Regions from separate parts of the Mus musculus genome. Here all the other regions are linked to region 2. Evidence: chromatin contacts called from public HiChIP or PLAC-seq data. All regions are on one chromosome and are shown on one strand. Each heading gives the region's core, a stretch centred on a gene start, on an enhancer-like site or on the middle of the called end of the contact. The rest is flanking DNA. Distances are from core to core; before and after follow the strand shown.

The links. HiChIP or PLAC-seq counts read pairs in DNA pulled down with a chosen protein or histone mark.
Region 1: a contact with region 2 is called in an H3K4me3 HiChIP or PLAC-seq map of embryonic stem cells, with 7 times the contacts expected there. The contact joins the promoter of Dynll1 here to the promoter of Gcn1 in region 2. A contact is called at or near these places in 2 of 39 promoter capture datasets (cranial neural crest and embryonic stem cells), 1 of 484 Hi-C or Micro-C datasets (CD8 T cells), 5 of 115 datasets of contacts at active chromatin or transcription factors (bone marrow-derived macrophages, embryonic stem cells, memory CD8 T cells and 1 more) and 2 of 9 other capture datasets (adipose tissue and liver).
Region 3: an H3K4me3 HiChIP or PLAC-seq map of embryonic midbrain shows a contact between it and region 2, with 4 times the contacts expected there. The contact joins the promoter of Acads here to the promoter of Gcn1 in region 2. A contact is called at or near these places in 3 of 39 promoter capture datasets (liver and pre-B cells), 1 of 484 Hi-C or Micro-C datasets (B cells), 2 of 115 datasets of contacts at active chromatin or transcription factors (embryonic midbrain and pancreatic cancer cells) and 1 of 9 other capture datasets (adipose tissue).
Region 4: a FOXA1 HiChIP or PLAC-seq map of pancreatic cancer cells shows a contact between it and region 2. The contact joins the promoter of Prkab1 here to the promoter of Gcn1 in region 2. A contact is called at or near these places in 1 of 484 Hi-C or Micro-C datasets (erythroblasts), 4 of 115 datasets of contacts at active chromatin or transcription factors (embryonic stem cells, extraembryonic endoderm stem cells, memory CD8 T cells and 1 more) and 1 of 9 other capture datasets (adipose tissue).

The regions. Positions count from the first base shown.
Region 1 is chr5:115,299,655-115,303,191 of GRCm38.p6, forward strand. It overlaps Dynll1 (dynein light chain LC8-type 1), which reads right to left and starts at 1,336. Exons shown (of 3, transcript NM_019682.4): 1 at 1,178-1,336; 2 at 859-996. The coding sequence starts at 990. Gm13830 (predicted gene 13830) reads left to right here and starts at 1,466. Exons shown (of 2, transcript NR_131932.1): 1 at 1,466-1,579.
Region 2 is chr5:115,563,664-115,567,169 of GRCm38.p6, forward strand. Gcn1 (GCN1 activator of EIF2AK4) reads left to right here and starts at 1,600. Exons shown (of 58, transcript NM_172719.2): 1 at 1,600-1,643. The coding sequence starts at 1,626. It overlaps Rplp0 (ribosomal protein, large, P0), which reads left to right. Exons shown (of 7, transcript NM_007475.5): 7 at 1-66.
Region 3 is chr5:115,117,460-115,120,637 of GRCm38.p6, forward strand. It overlaps Acads (acyl-Coenzyme A dehydrogenase, short chain), which reads right to left and starts at 1,887. Exons shown (of 10, transcript NM_007383.3): 1 at 1,766-1,887; 2 at 106-269. The coding sequence starts at 1,811.
Region 4 is chr5:116,022,668-116,026,127 of GRCm38.p6, forward strand. Prkab1 (protein kinase, AMP-activated, beta 1 non-catalytic subunit) reads right to left here and starts at 1,761. Exons shown (of 7, transcript NM_031869.2): 1 at 1,424-1,761. The coding sequence starts at 1,582.

The DNA of each region.
Region 1 (3,537 bases), core at 86-2,585, 260 kb before region 2:
TGATGTAAAATTCTTTAGGGCTCCTACTATCTTATCGGGCAATCGGTATGAAAACCTCATTTATTAAGCAGAATGTCTCTCTTACAATCCAGACGCACATACTGCTGCATTTGTCAAAAAAAGATATTCAAGCCGGGCGTGGTCTCGCACGCCTTTAGTCCCAGCACTTGGGAGGCAGAGGCAGGCGGATTTCTGAGTTCGAGGCCAGCCTGGTCTACAAAGTGAGTTCCAGGACAGCCAGGGCTACACAGAGAAACCAAAAAAAAAAAAAAAGTATTCATTTTTGTTCCATGTGAGTCTTTCATCCTCCCGTTCTCCACTGGAACCCTCCCACGGCTTCGGCTTCCAGTTTCCTTCCAGCAAACATAGCTTGAGAAGTTGGCAGTCTTGCGCCAGCTTTCTACAAAACTGCCATTTACCAAGCCTCCACCCAAGCCCCCCAAACCACCACTGCCACCCACTTTCCCTGAACTGTCGACTAACTCCCGACTAGAAGGCTGGCAAGATCTCCTCCTAGCCCGGCTGGAAACACCCACGCAGGCAGGCGCAACCCCCCCCCCTCCCGGAACACCCAGATGGATCCTCGGCGCAGGAATTCTACAGCAGGGGGAACTGCTCGCAACTCCCTGATCTTGGAAACCGTTGCTAGGTGGCGCTTTCCCCCAAGGAGCTGGGGGTTTAAAAAAAAAAAAAAAACTTCTGGCGTTGAGGGTCTGGTCTTCCCCAGAGGAACGCGAAACCCTTGCGTCCTTTCTAGAACTATCCATCCCGAGCCGCCCTGAGTGCTACAGGGAAACTGCCAGGCGCCCAGAGGACGCAGAATCGGGGAGTAGGAACTACGCGGCGCCGGGTCCTCACCTTCTTGATATGGGCCGCAATATCCTTCTCGATGTTGTACTTCTCCAACGCCTGGGTAGCGCACTCCACCGAGTCCTGTTGCATCTCTTCCGACATGTCTGCATTTTTGATCACCGCCTTCCGGTCGCACATGGTTACCTGTGTGGTGACGAAGCGCAGGGAAGAGGGAGAGGGGTCGGGTGCGGGCCGCGCTCGCTGCCCTCCCGACCGGCGCCCCCCTTGAGGACGACGCCCCCACCCGCTTCCGAGGGGCAGCTCCCGAGGTCCGCACCGCAGGCCCGAGGTAGGGGGGACGGGGAGGACCCGAGCCCGGTCTCACCGTGGAGCAGAGGCCAGCCGGCTGCTGCGAGCTCCTAGGGAAGGTGCGGGCGCCGCTCAAGCAGCAGAAGACAGCCGGTCGCTACCGAAGCCGTGGCGCATCTAAGCTGCCCCACGCCAGCCGCCGCCGCCTAATCCCTAGGCCCCGCCCTGCGCCCGCGGCCCCGCCCCCGGCCCGCGTCGCTATTGGCCATCCGCTACCGCCAGCCTCTCCCGATTGGCTAGCGGATTCAATGGTTCCCTCAGGATCTTTCCCCCGCGTTTTGTTGCAGACCACAATGCACCGCGCACAGCGTCGGTTGCCCGGGCGATGCGCGGCACGCGTGCGGAGGCCCACACACCCTGAAGGCGGAGCCCCGGGTCGAGTGGCTGGCTCCCGGACCACCCAGCAGTCTGGAAGGAGGTGAGGGCGGGCATTTTCCTCTCGGGGGCCCCACTGAGGTTAGCGCAGGGTGTGTTCTGGAATCGCAGGTTCTAGAAGGCTGGGAGCTGCCGCCCCAGGTGCCGCCCATTTCCACCATCTCCCCCCACCCACCCGGGGTCCGCACGATTTATGGCCTTTGACAGGTGGCCTCGAGCTTAGCAAGGGTGAGCCATCGATGCAGTTGCACTCAGGGTCTCGTAGGGCTTGGTTCGAAGCTCTGCTGTCACATTCCTGAAGTTTGTAAGTAAGTGCGTGTGTCTGAGGAGGCCCTGGGCTTGAGAGGCAAGTTCTACGTTCTGCCACTGAACCCTGTTTTCTTTCTTTTTCGTTTTTTCTGCCCGTGTCCTCCCCACCCTACCTTAGCATCGTCTCCCTAAGTAGCCCCAGGATGATCTAAAGTTCGCATTTCTTCTTGGCGCCTCCCCCATGCGCCATCACACCGGGTTAAATTCCGAATTTTATAACATGACACTACATGCTTATTTCGTACTGTAGCCCCTGTGTAGCTGGTACTGCCCTAGGAGACCGTATACATACTGATAGCCTAATGATTGAAGGAGAAATTCGGGAAAGGGATCGCGTATCCAGGAGGTAGAGCCTGTCTGCCAGGCAGTGGGGACCTCAAGATCTGGAATGTGGGTGGATGCCCAGTGTGTACAGGTGAGGCTGCTTCCTCGGATAGAATGTCCATTTGGGCAAAGTTTCTTGGCTGAGGATTTATTTATACAAAGGAAGACGTATCTTAAGAAAGTGATCCTAAGATGTGTCTCCTCTGGCATTTATGACTAATCGTACCCACATAATAAATAAATAAATAAAAATAACAAAATACTGGGCTACCCCTCAGTCAGTAGAGCATTTGCTTGGTATGAGTGAGGCCAGAGGCTGCATATTTGATCCCCAGGAGGCTCCAGGAGGGAGTCAGAACACTGGAAGACAGGAACAGAAGGATCAGAAATTCAAGTCCAGCTTTGGATAGATGGCGCCAAGGCTAGCCTGGGCTACATGAGATCCTGTGTAAACTGCCCTCCCCCCCAAAAAAATAAATGAAATAAAACGAGTCAGCAGCAGTGAGTGGGTGCTTGACCTCTGCTCAGCACCGTACCACTCACAACAGCTGTGTCTGAGAGGATCTTCTTTTTCTTGCTCTCTTTAAAAAAAAAAAAAAAAAAAAAAAAAGCTGGGCGTGGTGGCACACGCCTTTAATCCCAGCACTTGGGAGGCAGAGGCAGACGGATTTCTGAGTTCGAGGCCAGCCTGGTCTACAAAGTGAGTTCCAGGACAGCCAGGGCTACACAGAGAAGCCCTGTCTTGAAAAACCAAAAAAAAAAAAAAAAAAAAAAAAAAAGTTTGTGGGTGTTTGGTTGTATGTCCCTGTGCCACATCTATGCCTGGTACTCAGGGAGGACAGGAAAGGGCATTGGGTGGTCTGGCTCTGGGATTTCAGAGAGTTGTAAACTGCCATATGGGTGATGGGAATTGAACCTGGATCCTCAGAAGAACATCTGTAACTGCTGAGCTCTCTTTCCAGCCCCAAGGGGACCCTCTGTTTTTACATTCTCGGCGAAGCTGTGCAGCTGGGGGTTACCTTGAATCCCTGATCTCCTTGCTCCCACATTTCAAGGACTGGAATTTAAGGCACAGGCCACCAAACCTAGTTTTTAAGGGGTTCAAGAACTGAGCCAGGGCCTTGTGAGTCTAGGCAAACGTTCTACCAGCAGAGCCATTTCCCCAACCCTGTCTAATCAGGTATCAGCTGTAGTGGCTCCTTCCCCTGAATTCCTTTTTGCCTCTCACCACCATGCTGTTATGTCCTAGAATACTTAGATCCCCTCCATGAAGTTTGCCTTGTGCTTTCCCCAGAGGGATTAGCTCCTGTGTTGTCCTTCCTGGTGAGTGTCCGTGGGCCCTGCCTCTCCTGTTCCCTATTCCAACTT
Region 2 (3,506 bases), core at 350-2,849:
ACTTGGTGCCATAGCTAGTCTGGGACAAAGATTTTCCAGGTGTGAATTAAAGGTGTATGTCATCAAGCCCCAAGCCTGGCCTTTATATTCCTATGGTAGTCCATGTTGGATATATATCATATGTATACATAATATATATGTATACTAAGCTCAATGGTTAAGAGACCTATGAGCCATACCAAATCTATATGGTTTGGTATCTGGGTCTGCTTTCTGTATATCACTGGATGTCCAAGCCATTGTTCATAGGTAGCCTTACTGCTCCAAGGCAGAGTGATGCAGGTCCAGAGCCCTGTTGCTTAAGGCTGAGGCAGGGGTAGAAGGCTGGGTTTGAGCTAGGCGTGGTTTAAGGACTGAAGTCTGAGAGGGCCTGAGATGGTGATACTGAGCTATGGCAAGGAGTATCCAGGTGAGTGGTGATTGAACTCGGGCCTGATTGTGCCTTTTGAGATGAGGATTGGTGTAGAAGTTGATCTGCCTCAGCCTTCTGCCTGCAGTAATTGAGTCACTGCTGTGTGTTTAGTAATGAAGTTATACTTGTGTTTGTGTAGTTTAGATGTGTAGTTGAGTTTCCACGTGCTGGCTAAAGTTTTTTCTTGGTAGATTAAGTCTTGAATACAGGGGCAGTTAATAACTAGCCACTAAGGTGTGCATGTAGGGTTGCTTTGATGTACTAATCGGGGGTGCAAACTAGAATAACTTGCTATGTAAAAAGCTGCTGCAAGAGCTAAAATACTGCCTGTGCATCACAGGTAACTAGACAAAAAGTTACCCTAGAATTGCAACCTCTAACCCGATAGTAGTTTGATGTTGGTTCATATAGGCATTCAGTAAGTGTTAAGTCTGAAAAGCTGAGGATTTAAAAAATGGGCTCTAACAAGTAGGTGAATACTGTATCAAATGCAATGCCCTATTGCTATCATTAACCTTGTGACGTCACTATACATCTATGTGTGTGTATATATATATTTTTTTTTCTTCTCCCTCCCTCACCCCCCAGGGTTTCTCTGTGTAGCCCTGGCTGTCCTGGAACTCACTTTAGACCAGGCTGGCCTTAAATCCGCCTACCTCTGCCTTCCGAGTGCTGGGATTAAAGGCGTGCGACACCACGCCCGGCCCCCCATCTGTATAGTTGCCACTGCTGAGGGCCAAGAAGCCTGGAGACCGCATTCTCCAAGCACACTCTTGAGTTATAGTAAAAATTCAATAATTGTCCTAAGACATCGAACTCTTCCTCAACCCTGTCCCTAGCTGTCTGCAGTTGAGGCTCCCAGCAGGTCACGCAATTCCCGGGTCATCCCTGCATCCCTCCCGCGTACCTCACCATCACCTGTTCTAACCTCCAAGCCTCTTGGGCCTGAGACTAGTCTTTGGGTTCATTCCTGGGGCCTAGGAAACAGCACGATGGGGGGTGTCGGTGCTGGACCCGGGATCCCCCCAAGGATGCCAGAGCTGCAGGGCGCTGTCCGGGGGAGGCCGAATCGAGGAGATCCCGCGCCCAGGGGCTGCAGAGCACGACCTGCGGCCGCCCTCCCGCCCGGGGGCGCCAGGCCTCGCCTTGCCGCGTGGGCCCTGCTGTGACCCGGAAGCGCTCCGGAAGCGGTTCCGGACTGGGCGCCGGCAGGATGGCGGCGGACACGCAGGTGAGGCGGGCGGCTGCGGCGGCCAACGCGGCGGGCGGCGGGGACCGGACCCGGAGCGCGGGCAGTGGGGCGGCGGGATTGCCCGGGCGGAGGCTGCGGCGCCCACGGCCGCGGAGGGCGCAGACGGAAGCGGCGGCGCGGGGGAAGGGGGCGGCGGCTGCTCGCGGCTCGAGGCTCCGGCCGGCCTGGGCGAGCAGAGCGACCCTGGACTCGAGCATCTTGCCATCCGCTTGGCTTCGGGGTAGCGGGTGCCGTGCTGGGGCTGTGCGGGTCCCGGCGGTGGCAGAGCTTACACTCGGCGTCGGCTACGGTTCTCCGGAGCCCGCGGGGCGATGCAGAGGCCCCCCGACTCTGTGCCCACACTCGGAGCGTAGCCTTTTTATGTCCATACGGGTTCGGAGTTGAGCCTCCGCTCGTTGGTTTCGTCAAGGCGTTGGATCAATGACATCACCCCTCAGGGTCTCGGTCCTTTTAACATTTGGTGGTGGTGATAATACCGATATCCTATGTTATTTTATGGGAAGATGTATTGAGACAAAATAGTAGGGTCCCATGTGGGTTTGCTGGGTGTTAACTGGGTCCTGGGTGAGATCTCAAAATGTCTTCACCTGCGAAGAGTCGTGACACCGTTGTGCGTTCACACCTGTGGGTACCTTGCAGTTCAGGGAGGCGTTGAGGCTACCCCCTTCTCCATCTCAGCCTCTTTTGTAGCCTCGTGGAAGGATGAAATAATAAATAAGAAACATAATTTTTTTTTCTCTCCATGTCTCCATCCCACCCTCCCTTTTCAAAAATGTAGATCAAGGCCAGGTAGTGGTGGCGCGGTGGTGGCACGTCTCTAATCCCAGCACTTGGAAGGCAGAGGCAGGTGGATCTCTGAGTGCCAGTCCAGCCTGGTCTACAGAGGGAGTTCCAGGCAGACATGGGTACACACACACACACAAAACCCCTGTCTTGAGAAACAAACAAATTAAAAATATATATATATAGTGAGTTGGCTTTGAACTTGTAGCCATCTTGCCTGTGGCTTCTTAATGGGTGGGTGGGGGGCTTACCCTGCCTGGCAGGAACGTATTTAAAAAACAGTTTGAGTCTCTGGGGTGAGATTAATTGATTTTTATGTTTGATCCTCAAGGCCCGCCAAAGAGGAGCCATTTAACCTGATCATTAAAAAGATGCTTTGCAAGGGTCTTCAGTAAAAGGGTTTGGTAATTTGTTTAGACAGAGCTGCGTCTTAGTGAATCCTAAGAAGGGAAGTTACTTAATGTTTCTGAATATTTAAGAATCTTCTCCCTAGAGTTGTGTTATTTAGTAGTAGGTTACCTAACTGTGCTATCAAAAGAGCCGTAAAGCTTACTTAAGTTCGTCAGAATTAAATGAAATTTAAAAATTCGGTTCTCCACCTGTGCTTCAAGTGATTTGTCCTTCATGTCTTCAGAGCAGCCACATCAGGTTTGTCATTTCAGAAAATCCTCTCTTGGGCAGTGGTGTCTGCAGAGATATCGGTGGACTTGGGAGGTGTGAGAGCTGATCTTTCCAATGCCCAGTGTGACTCCTAGAGGCTCTTAGCATATAAGGTTTCCAGTGGGAAACTTTTCCTATCTTACTTTGTAGCGCTGGGGACCCAGCCCAGGGCCCTCACGCTTGCTGGGCAAGGGCTGAGCAACAAGCTATTCCTAATCTGGCAACTTCTGATTAAGGAAAAGAGCTTCGACTTCCTTGTCAAATATGAAAAGTTCCTGCATATTTGTGAGAGAACTATCACTATGAGTTTAATGCTTTGTTATTGCCCAGCGTGGTGGCACAGGGGTTTTGTTGTTTTGTTTTTTTGTCACAGTACTCGGGAATCAGAGACAGCAGGAT
Region 3 (3,178 bases), core at 637-3,136, 450 kb before region 2:
TATGTTCTGAGCTTCCTACCAGAGGTCGTGGCGCCCCTGGCTGCCGCCTCTGGACACTGTGAGCCACTCTGAGCCACACACTCACAGTGAGGCTGCTGCACTCACCTGAGCTGTGGGGAAGAGATGCTCCCTGTCCAGCTGGGCCGCAATGGGGACCAACTCCTTCTCGGCAAAGTCACGGCATGTCTGACGCAACATCTGGTGTGTCTCAGGCAGCTCCACAGACTGGTAAACAGTGTGTAACCGTCGCCAGTCCCGAACACCGAGAGCTATCAGAGGATGATCCGAGTTAGGGAAGGACAGTGTGAAAGATCTTAAGACTCCTTTCTCTTTATGTGTCTGTGAGTCTGTGTTTATGTATGTACACATGCATGCAGGTACCCACAGAGGCCAGAGGAGGGCGTCAGATCCCCTGGACCTTACAGGGGATTAGGAGCTGCCCAACATGGGCGCTGGGATCTGAACTCAGATCTTCTGTAAGAAGAACAAACGCTGAGGTAGCCTGGAGTTCAGGCTAGCCTATGCAATAAGTCAAGATTTCATTCATCCCAGGGTCTGGAGGAATGGTTCAGCAGTTAAGAGCACTTGTTGCTCTTTCAGAGGAACCAGGCTACAGAGTGGCTAATTGTCTGTAATGAAAGGTCCAGAGGATCCAACACACTCTTCTGGCCTCTGTGGGACACGGCACACTTATGCAGGCACACATGCAGGCAAAGCACTCATACAAATAAAAATAAAAATAAACTTTTAAGAAAAAAAAAGAGCACCACTCCACCCCCCCACCCCCCACCCCCCCACCCCTGTCTCAATAGAAAAAAAAAAAAATGTATTGATACAATGTCAACAGAGTGTTACAGAAAAGCCCAGGCTAACTGAATGCTTAACTGCTCGCTAAACACTTCCTCCATATAATCCCATTTACAACACCTCGGAAATGGATTTTAAGTTTCACTGGGTCTGGGGTCTGGGAGTTCTATAAAATGTGGACAAGAACAGAACTCAGCTCCCGGCAGTGGAAAGATTAAAGAAGTACTTAATGGCTTATTTAACACTGATCTAATTGTTAATGTGACTCTGGATTAGCCAAAGGAAGCGGTGGCCATAGTGTCAGGGCTGCTGCACAGGAGAGGAAACACTATTAAAAATAAGTATGCCGGGCGTGGTGGCTCACGCCTTTAATCCCAGCACTCAGGAGGCAGAGGCAGGCGGATTTCTGGCTGGTCTACAAAGTGAGTTCCAGGACAGCCAAGGCTATACAGAGAAACCCTGTCTCGAAAAACAAAACAAAAACAAACAAACAAAAAAGTAAATGCTAACGTTAAGAAAACACGTTAGATGCCAACCACGATGCATCCTGTGATTTAATAGAGCTCTGAGGATGGAAACAGTTGACACTTGGACCACTTGATGCAGAGAGGTTGAGAGTTATGTCCAAGGTCATAGGTCGGAGTTAAATGCCAAGCCCCTCCCCCCACCCCCCGCCATGAAGGACCAACTCACCCAGAACCTCAGCTAGGACTGAAATGGCGTAAGGGGTGTGGATAGGGCCGCATAAGGGGAGCTGGCGATGAGGGACCCGCGGGAAAAGCGCCGAGCAGGAGCCCGGATCCCTCAGAGTCTGGGCCTTGCACCGGCCAGAGGCTACCAAACTAGGACAAAGGCCACGCGCAGCCACTGGGTGCTGCCCACTCGTCTGCCCGGGGCCACAGCAGGACCGGCCGCCAGGATCTCCGCCCTGTGACCCGCCCTGGGGCTCCGCACTCACCTCTACGGAGAGGGCCACGGGCCCGGGCGAGCAAGGCGGCAGCCATGGGCACAGACCTCCAGGACCTCCTGCAGCAGCTCTGGAGTTCCGGACGGCAGGGGCAGGGCCTGGGCCACGCCCACACGGCTGCAGGGGCGGGGCCGGCGCCGAGCCCGGGCCACGCCCACCGGGCCGCAGGGGCAGGCCTGAGACAGGCTCACGACCTAGGGTCCGGGCCTCACCCAGGAAGTCAACTTAATTCCAGCGACTTCTGAGCCTGAGGCAGAATTGCAGGTTCTCCCTGTATTACGGAGTAAATTCAAGCCCAGCTTGGGCAACTTTGCAGTATCTTCAAAATGAAAGTTTAAAGAGGGCGTGAGGAGGTCCTCCCTGCCTAGCAGACATAAGGCGCTGGGTTCAGTTTTAGGGAGAGAAGAGAAGAGCTAGCACCTACTCCTGCCCACCCACTTCTGCATCCTGTCAGCTGTCAGCGTAATCCCTGGCTCCCTGACCATCTTTGCTCGGCCACACAAGGCAGGCAGCTTTTGCCCTCTTGCCTGGATTTCATGCTACCATTCCTAGCCCACAGTTTTACATCCAGCCTTTTATTTTACTTATTTATTTACTATTCATCTCTCACACTAGTCTGTGGATTCCAAAAGGGCTGGAAGGGGGCTGGTGAGATGGCTCAGTGGGTAAGAGCACCCGACTGCTCTTCCGAAGGTCCAGAGTTCAAATCCCAGCAACCACATGGTGGCTCACAACCATCCGTAATGAGATCTGACTCCCTCTTCTGGAGTGTATGAAGACAGCTACAGTGTATGTACATAAAATAATAAAATAAATCTTTAAAACAAAACAAAACAAAAAACAAAAAGCCTGGAAGGCTCAGTATCTAGCCCATTGCATGGGGATGCTGGGCAGGAAGATTCCCTCCAGCCCTCAGATGTGAATGTGAAACAGAGCTACTGTCTTCTGCACCTCGTGGGGGGGGGGGGGGCAGAGCCCTGCTGGGAGTAGGGGTACTGCCCATTAACTCCAAGGGTTGAGGGTTGAGTCCTAGCACCCTCAGAACAACTTCGCTCGGTCCCAGAGACTGTCAGTGTCATTAGCTCCCTGGTTTACATGCACCCTACATATCTGCTCACTGAACTTCACAGCCCACCACTACCTAGAAAACAATACACTGAAGAGAGGGTGGTAGTTTAGACTGCAAATGATCCCATCTGTCCATTTCTTCCCCCACCCCCAAAGTCTGGAACTGCCTTTAAAGGGGGGGGGGGGCTTTCAAATAACGTGCTGACTCTTTGCCCAATCCTCTGGTCATCCATCCGTCTTCCCTACCTGGTCACCAGACAGAACCGGATGGAAGACGAAAGAGAGACACTGGAGCCTGAGAGGTGGTGCAGAGGGTAGACTTCACATGTGAGCATG
Region 4 (3,460 bases), core at 511-3,010, 460 kb after region 2:
CCTGACTCGATCCATCAGCCACTACAGATGAAAAGAGAAAGGACGTCAGCTAAGTCCTTCCTCCCTGACCCTGAAGAGAACAGCACCACATCGCCCATTTCTTTTTAAAAAGTAAGTTTACTCAGTTCACTGCAAAGAGAGCAGAGGGCACTGCCAATATACACAGGCTACAACACAAATACCTTTTACTTCCTCTTAAATAGCCTTGGGCAAAAATGTCTTCTAGGGGTGGGGACAATCTCAACCGGGAAACACGCTAAAGATCGAGGTACACACCTTTCCCCTAATGCAACAAGCTCAGAAAACAAGCTCCTGCCACAAGACAAGTGTTCTGTGTAGCCCTGGCTGTCCTGGAACTCACTCTGTTGACCAGGTTGGCCTCGAACTCAGACATCTGCCTGCCTCTGCCTCCCAAGTGCTGGGATCAAAGTGCTGTGCCACCACTCCCTGGCAAAAGCAGGCTCTTTTAAAGTCAGACCCAAAATTAAGATCTGGAGAATAGTAATGTGGGTTATGTAGCCCAGTTAGGGGGTGGGGGTGGGGGAGTGAAAGCGGAGTGAGCTGGCCAGGCAATTAGCCTGTTTAAGTAATGGGGATTAGTTGGCAACCCGGCAAGTAACAGAGACCAGGCTGGTGAGCGCCAACGTTCCTGAATGTAGTTTATTCTGAGCAATTAGCTTCTTTCCTCCTAGAATCACCAAATGCCCTTGGACTGGGGCCCTGTAGCCGGAAGCACTGGCCACCTCACTGTGGTTTTAAGAGAATGTGGCTCAGGCAGGAACTTTCAGCTTGGCCTGCAAAAATCTGTTTGCTCTGGTCTGCTTAAAGTCCAAGGCATTATTTCAGTAACGTGGGAGAGAAGTGGGGGTAATTAGCTGCTGGCTGGCGTTCAGAGTGACTCTCGGTCACTGACCTCCTCCAGTGGAATTGCCGGATCTAAAATAAAGTGAGCAGGGTGGACTGAAACTGTCAGAACCAAACACCTCTGGCAGTCAGCTAGTCAACTTCATTTCCAGCTTAACGTATGTGCTCCCGTTTTACCGCCAAAAAGAACACTAGAACTCCCAACCCAACTTTTGCAAAAGCCGGTCGGCCTGAAGTGTCTCCAAGCCGCGCAATCAATTACACCGAAGAGAAAAGTCGACACGGGTGCTCAATTACAGTTTAGCTCGACTCTTAATTAATTAAGGATCTCAAACGCGGTCCCTGAGCTGCTTTCTCCTTAATGATGTTCAACCAAGCCCAGGGTGACTCTCCTCCCATCGGTAATTAGGCACAAGTCCCAGAACGGCAAAGAGGGCTATGACAGAGCCACCTCCCCCGCCCCCCCCCAAGGTGTGACGCTGGGAATGTGGCGGGAACTACAGCAAAGGGGGACCCTCCCCGTGAGTCAAGAGGGCTCCGACGCCCCTCCACTCAGCACCTTGATCTCTTCGGAGTGGAAGATGTCGGCGTCTTCAGGGCTGTCCATGAGGATCTTGGGCCTGTCCCCATCCTTGGCGCCCCCGGAGCTGTCCCTCCGCGGCGTCTTGTGGCCCGCCTGCCGCTCCAGCGCGGCGCGCTCGCTGCTCGTGTTGCCCATGGCTGGGAATCTGCAGGGACACAAGGAAGCCGGAAAGGCCGGGTCGGACCCCCGGGGATCGCGAGTCACGCCCTCTCGGATCGCGCGCTCGCTCGCCCGCCGAGCTCCGCTTTACCTGGCTCGGGCGACCGCGACTGGAACTCCGAACAGAGCCGGAGCGTAACCTGACACTCCTCCCGCAACTCCCCTCCACCCCTTAGCCACTTCCGCTTCCGGCCGGGCCCAGCGAAGGAAGGAAGGAAGGGTGGTCACTGGGGATGGAGCGCTCTCGGAGTTAGGGTGACATCAGTTCCGTTTCCGCCTCTTCCCTGCTGCTCAGCGCGAAGCGGTCGCGGGTGGTTCGGGGCTGCCACCAGATCGAGCTTCGTAGCGGCCAGCGGGAGGCGCGAGCGAGCGAGAATGCCAGAATGCCATGGATGGCGCCGACCACCTCACTCCAAGTTGGTTACTCTCCAGTAACTCGAATTACGAAACGCGAAACCCACGGCGGCTTGGAGCAAGCGCTTGCTCTTGCAGAGTACCCGGGTTCGGGTCCTGGCGCTTCCATGGTGGCTCACAACTGTTTGCAGTTTAAGTTCCAGGGGATCCCGGCGCCCAAGGCGGTGCACACATATACGGGAGGGCAGAGCATTCATACACATAATCGTAAAAACAAAACAAAACAAACAAGAAGAAGAAAAGGGAAAAAAAGAGAAAGCGCCGGGCATTGGTGGCGCACGCCTTTAATCCCAGCACTTGGGAGGCAGAGGCAGAGGATTTCTGAGTTCGAGGCCAGCGTGTTCTACAGAGTGAGTTCCAGGACAGCCAGGGCTATACAGAGAAACCCTGTCTCGAAAAAACCAAAACCAAACAAAAAACAAAACAAAACAAAAGAACCTCACGTTTAAGTCTCTCCCGTAGATGCACTGGCTCTCACAATTGAATGTATTAGGACAACCTAGGGCTCCTTCAAAAGGAAGGCCTCTCCAGAGTGGCCAAATCGTAATTTCTGTCTGTAGACTAAGGATGGAGGATGCTGACCATCTTCCAGGTGTTTGAGAAAACTTAAAGACCTAAGATTTCTGGGAAATTGACGTTCTCAGTTGGGTTCTGTTGTTTGTTTCAAGTTGAGTGCCTATTGATAAGTCTTTTTGCAAGAGCCTTGGGGCTACATTGGCCACATTATGTGTAAAATGTATCAGGGCTTAGTGTTTCAGCAGAGGTACAGACTGCTGTAATAAAACGATCTCAGCTTCACAGTCAGCCTTTAAAGAAACAACAACAACATTGTCTTGTGGGGTTTGTTTGTTTGCTTTGCATTGGATTTTCTAGGTCATGTCTTACATTTACCCATACATATGTTTTGGTTTTTTTGTTATTCTGTTTTTGTGTGTGTTTTTTGAGACATGGTTTCTGTGTGTAACAGCTCTGGCTGTCCTGGAACTTACTTTGTAGACCAAGCTAGCCTTGAATTCATAGAGATCCACCTTCCTCTTCCTCCCACTCAAGTGTTGGGATTAATGGTGTGTACCACCCTGCCCAGTGAACATCTATATTTTAAATTATCTGCAATGTGACACATTTTTGTTAAGGGAACCAGGGACCCCGATGTCTGACATGTGGTCTTCTAGAGGGACTTTAACAGTATCTATCTACAAGGAAACTTAAAAATTTATGGACAATTTCTAGTGGATTTCAATAAAAATTCACACATGAAAATGATATACGAGCATGCTTTCCTGAAGCATTGATTCTAACCACTATACTAATGCTAAGACGCATGTTTTAAAATATTTTATCGCCAGCATTGTGTGAGTGAGCATGAAGAGACGTTCTAACATTCCACATTCTAAAGCCAAGCCTCAGCCTGGCTCTGCAGTCAGCCCGACTGAGTTCAGA